2 separate regions of the Capsicum annuum genome follow, and region 2 is linked to region 1. Evidence: chromatin contacts called from public Hi-C data. All regions are on one chromosome and are shown on one strand. The core of a region is the stretch at or near the end of the contact, and the rest is flanking DNA. Distances in the headings are between cores, read along the strand shown. Region 1 has its middle 67 kb from the start of LOC107840978. Region 2 holds the start of LOC107840975.

The links. Hi-C and Micro-C count contacts between places; a contact is called where the count stands out from the background.
Region 2: a contact with region 1 is called in a Hi-C map of leaf, with 4 times the contacts expected there. The contact joins the promoter of LOC107840975 here to the enhancer-like site in region 1. A contact is called at or near these places in 3 of 5 Hi-C or Micro-C datasets (leaf, pericarp and placenta).

What each region holds. Positions count from the first base shown.
Region 1 is chr1:161,256,836-161,259,745 of UCD10Xv1.1, forward strand. No RefSeq gene overlaps it. Among protein-coding and RNA genes, the nearest start is that of LOC107840978, 67 kb to the left of the region's middle. Within about 2 kb of position 1,451, at least 5 of the 5 cell types and tissues checked have an H3K27ac peak or open chromatin away from gene starts, as enhancers often do. A contact at or near this core is called in leaf and pericarp, where this site is marked.
Region 2 is chr1:161,365,238-161,368,147 of UCD10Xv1.1, forward strand. LOC107840975 reads left to right here and starts at 1,509. Exons shown (of 3, transcript XM_016684947.2): 1 at 1,509-1,883; 2 at 1,981-2,405; 3 at 2,684-2,910. The coding sequence starts at 1,794.

The DNA.
Region 1 (2,910 bases), core at 201-2,700:
CAAATTTACTAATACTCTTTTCACATCACACAGTATAATGCCTCCCTGGATACCAACATGTACTGGAAATGGGAGCATACTCTTCCCATTAACAAACCACAATCGATCCCCTTTACGACTTCAAGTATTTTAATATGTTCATTATTCAAATGAAGTGTATTAATTAACTAAATCAATAAGGCACATGATATATGACGCATCAATATTCCAATAATAATTCCTTTTTAAAAATTCTTAAGACTTCTCATTACTTAGATTGTTATGAATATATGTATAAAAAAACACTTTGGTCCCATACCCCAAATCTCCCTTTATATAAGTATCTAATAATTATAATACAATAAGTTAAAATTAGTTGGAGTGACTGGTAACCTCATCATATCACATGCCTCTATTCCTCCTACAATTCTCCAGTTGGGCATTAATTGGACCACTTTTCTTATTTGGAACCATATATTGTACAGATTGCTATTTGATAAATAAAAATTTAGTATTATAGAAAAAATATAGTTATATTTTTATAATTTTATAATAAAAAATTGGCAAAAGAAACAAGTTTTGGTTCTTTAGGAATACAAAATTATATTTGAATTATTTTTAGGAAATATTAATTTTTGATGCTCGTTGTGATTCTCCATAGATTAATCAAGTTGTTAGTTAACAAATTAACAAATGTAAGTTGTGGATTGGCGTAACTTGTTTGGCAAGGAATTAGTCAGACCTTGTGATAGCTTATAACTATGGATGTCATCAATTAAAATACGTATTGGGGACTTTTAACTGATTAATAAAATATATAGTACTATATCTATTCAAATTAAAAAGAAGGTGGTTCTTACAACTGTTTGGATAAGTACACACTATCTACCATCTCACAGCTTATACTATTAAATCACGAGAATTATTAGACAGTGAGATTTTTAAAAATAACGACCCCAGTTGATAAAACAACACCACAATGTACAAAAAAAAAAATATATGCAATTTCTCAATTATGAAGCCATCATTTCAAGTTTCTCAAATAAATAATAAATAAAGTAGTAAGTAGCTGGCAAAACATCTAACTTTTTTAAAAAATTTATATGGGTGAACACAAAATGACTCACATGATAGTTAATTTGAAGGTGTCCCAAAAAGTAAACAAAAATGTCTTTCTATTTTCATGCCAAATATTCCTAAATGAAGGACCTCTTTTTGACTTTGGAGGACACATTGTCCGTCTCCTATAAGGTCGTAGGGACATATTAACCCTATCCCTTCAAGGAACATACATTCCTTTTTCTCTCTTTACAAAATAAGAACAATTTTTTGGCTAATATGGATGGGACTGGGAACTGGGAAGTCCCACATGCATATATAGAAAATGCCAAATAAATACTCCTATATACTAGCAAAGCTCAAAGTTATCAGACATTCAGAGGGAGGATACACAATTTCACCACAAAATTACATTCCAAATGACGCAGAGGAGCTTGTTTTGTGCATTGGTATGTTTGGTTAACGATCATAGACCGTATTTTTCAATCTAAGACACCGTTTTTTAAAAGAATGACCTAAACAAAGGTAACCTTTGCCTTAAGAAAACGACGCCTTTCATGAGACAAAAGCTAAAATTTAACGGGGGGAGGAAGGACATGGCCTTTTCAAGTCCTATAAATACATTTTTGCAGTGTGGCGTTTGTTTATCTTTTCAGACCACCTTTTCGAGTGTTGCTACTCCTAAACCAACATATGTAAAAAGTAGTTTGTATTATACATGATATCAAGTTAACTTGATCTACAATTAATCAATAACTAGTAGGAGTAACTCTTTGTAGCAATTTATAAAATAGAGTAATAATCCATTTTAACTGACCGATTGATTAAATAATTCCGTTAAAACAAAGTGATGTGTTAGTAGTACTAAATGTTGTTAGGTTAGTTCACATGTTTTGGTTCTAAGGCTTCTATCTCAATTATGTAATTGGATAAGCAGAACTACAAAGAGTAAAGCGACAATCCACTAGGGGGTTTGTATTCAAATTGCAACCATTAATTACTTCAAACAGAAATGGACCCCTGTTTTAGACAACAGTAACCAGGAATTAAACTCGTAATGTTAAACTTGTGTTCAGTATTATGAACTCCATTATATTTTAATGGGGCACTGAGCTGGTAGCTAGGATCGACGGTTTCTTCTGAACCTCCTTCTATAAAAAGTTATACTATTTATATGTGATTGAACTTATATAACTATATAATAGATATTGAGTTTTTTTTTATTTTTTCATATATTTACCTATTCATATTTAAAATTTTTTTGATGAAACTTCAGACTCAGGACCCTCATAGTATATAAGCATAGGGTGAAGGGTTGTACTAGTGAGTAGCGACATGAAGTAATAATTGAGCTAATCATATGCATAGCTGTAGGCCTATGGTCCTGCTACTTTTTGTTTTATGGTGCTAACTCCTTGGATGAGCTGGAGGTCTAGGGTGGGTCTGCTTATGTGAACTACGACACGTTGGAGCAACTTCCAAGCATTTACTGATGTGGCAACACAAGTAGGCGTTTGGTCATGAAATTTATTTACTTTTTTAAAAAAAAAATTATTTTACTTTAATAAAAATAGTGGTATTTGACCATAAAAATTATTTTATTTTAATGAAAATTATTTTTGAAAAAGTGAAAACAAGTTTTACTTGTTTTTTTACTTTTCCCACTCCTATTTCTCACACAAAATTTCAAAAAGAACTCTAATTTATAATCACGGCCAAACACAACAATAACTTCAACTCCAACTCCAACTCCAAAAAATTATGGCTAAAGCCATTGACAGACCCTCAAACTTATTTCAAAAATTCACTTAGATCCATCAACTAAAACTTGTACCTATCAGGCCCCTAACCCCCCCTGAATTTTGATCCAGT
Region 2 (2,910 bases), core at 259-2,758, 110 kb after region 1:
TAGTATCCCAAAACTATGACCATATTTGCTACGACACTCATCAACTTCGCAGGGGTCCTATTACCCCTTAAACTAAATTTTAGCATATTTTTGTCAATCTTTTTAGCTAACGTGATACCTTTTGTCAATCATTTTAGATGACGTGACACCTTCGGTATGGACTCCATTTTATGTAATAAAGGTGCCACATTAGCACAAAAAATGATAAAAATAGGCTAAATTTGAGTTTAGGGGATAATAGGACCCCTGTGAAGTTGGAGTGTGTCGTAACAACTTTGACCATAGTTCGGGGTGGTACTAAAGGTTTATCTCTTTCATTTATTGTTTGTATTTTCTGCATTGAAATATATTTATAACATTAGTAGTACTTATTATTTTCACTTGTTAAAATAAATATTATAGTTTTGATTATTATTAATAAAACTAATTTTCTTATTATGCGAATTTACTTCATAAAGATCATCATTAGCTTATATATTTCTTACTTTTTTTTCTAGAAGATAATGTTTGTTTTTATGAAAATTTTGTTATATGAATAATGTTTATGTTTTTATGAAAAATTTGTTATATGATTTTTTTTTTAAAATAAAAATATGATGATTTTGAAGAAGTTAAAAAAAAAGAATAAAAAAATTGACGATAAAGGGTAAAACATGAATTTTAAAAAGTCAATCATGATAAAGGGGGAGTATGATTATTATTCAAAGTTGAGGAGAGAGTTTGATTTTTAAAACAAAGTTGGGGAAAGAAAATAATTTTAACCCATATATTTTATGTAATAACTTTTGTTAGGTAAAAAGAAGTTAAATTAAAAAATATTTAAATTTAAACTCCTTACTTAATTCCTAATTAAATATTTTTATCTTACCCAATAGAGTCCGATTAATATAAATTCATGCCCAAAAATACATTGATTTGAGGTTATCGTATCATTTTATTGTTGTTCTTGTTTCTGTTATTAGTTGCTATATTTTTTTTACCGTAATTTTTCATTTTCATATCTACTTTAATTTGATTTACTCGAAATTAGGTTCTTTTAAAAATAGTTTCTCCACTTCCACGTGATAAAAGTAATATCTATAAAATCTCCATATCTATGTACATTCTACTCTCTCTTTTCCTTTTTAATTGTTTTCTTTCATTTTTAGAGTCAAACGATACAAAACTTTGTTCAATATTTAAAAAGTATTTTTTAATCAAATTAAAAAAAATTACTATTTATAGTTCTTTTCACGTAATTTTTGAGTATTAATATTTTAATTTTTAAAAATTAATTTAATTTAAATTTGAAATAAGTCAAATTAGTTTATGAAAAATGAATGCACAATTAAAAAAGACGGAGGGAGCACCTTTTTTTTTTTTCTTCAAAATTTTCATATATGAGGTTAGAACTCCCTTGAAACTCGAGATCTCCCGTTAATGTTTAACTATCCCCTTTGTCCATGGTTATTAATTTGAATTTGTGTTAAGTCAAATGTAATAAATTAAAAGTGAAGGGCAAATTACATTAACTCAGAAATAGGTAGTAGAGGGTAGGGGGTCAGTGAGAGAATATGGGGTGTTGGGTATGTGGTTTGCCAGCGAAGAAGCAGAAGGATCAATACTTTCTCTCTGCTCACCTCAAAGCTGGCACTCTCTATTAAGCTATTAAGCCCCCCCTTTTCCCCCCTCTTCTCTTATTTACATCTCCACTTCCCCTTTCCCCCTCCATTCTCTCTCTCTTCACTTGGAAGAGGGGAAAAATATAATGAGTATTTGACAAGCTTTTATTAAACAAAGAAGTGAGCATTTTAATGGTTGATCATTATACATCAACCATGGCTGCCTCTCCTAATTCTATCTCTTCTGCTGAAAAGAAACATTGGTGGATTAGCAATAGAAAGGTAATCAACGAAAAAAATATTCTCTGTTTTTTCTTCTTTTTTACTTCGTAGCCTAATTTAATGTAAATGATGATTCATCATTTCTTGATTATAACAGATTGTTGATAAATATATAAAAGACGCAAAGTTTCTGATTGCCACACAAGAACATAGCGAGATTGCTTCTGCAGTTAGCCTTCTTGACGCTGCACTTGCTTTATTACCTCGTTTTGAGCTGGCTTTAGAGTTGAAAGCTCGATCTTTGCTTTACCTACGACGATTTAAGGATGTTGCTGATATGCTACAAGACTACATTCCCAGTATGAAAATGTCCTCCGATGAAACATCATCGTCGACATCGTCTTCTGGTTCATCGGAGAATTCGTCGTCGCAGTTTTCGAGGGAGCGAATGAAGCTTCTCTCGTCGGGGAGTGAATCACCGGGTAGAGAGGAGCCCGGGTTCAAGTGCTTTTCGGTTTCCGATTTGAAGAAGAAAGTTATGGCTGGACTGTGCAAGAACTGTGATAAAGAAGGGCAATGGAGGTAATTTTCTTTTTCTTTTTTCTTCTGTTACATTGATTTGGACAATGGCTTCTAAATTACGCGATAACAGCTAGCTTTTGATTTGTTTATTTTCGTTTAAGTCAAATTTGGTTTGTTAGTTTGTGCTTCTTTAATTGCTTTGTACTGACATTTTTGTATTAATAACTCCTTGAAAAATGTGGTAGTATTTATTGTAATTGCTTTGTTCAAGCTTGGGATTTATGGTGAATGAGTTGACTCGGACTCACACACGTTCAACTTTTGTGATTTTATTTCAGGTACTTGGTTCTTGGTCAGGCTTGTTGCCATTTGGGTCTTATGGAAGACGCAATGGTGTTGTTGCAGACGGGTAAACGCATTGCGACGGATGCATTCCGTCGCGAAAGCATTTGCTGGTCGGATGATAGTTTTTCGTTTGCCAAATTTCCAATCTCTGGCGAGCCGAGCACCGGAAATAGCCAGCCTCCGGCTCCTCCTAAGACGGAGTCGGAGAGCATTTCTCAAC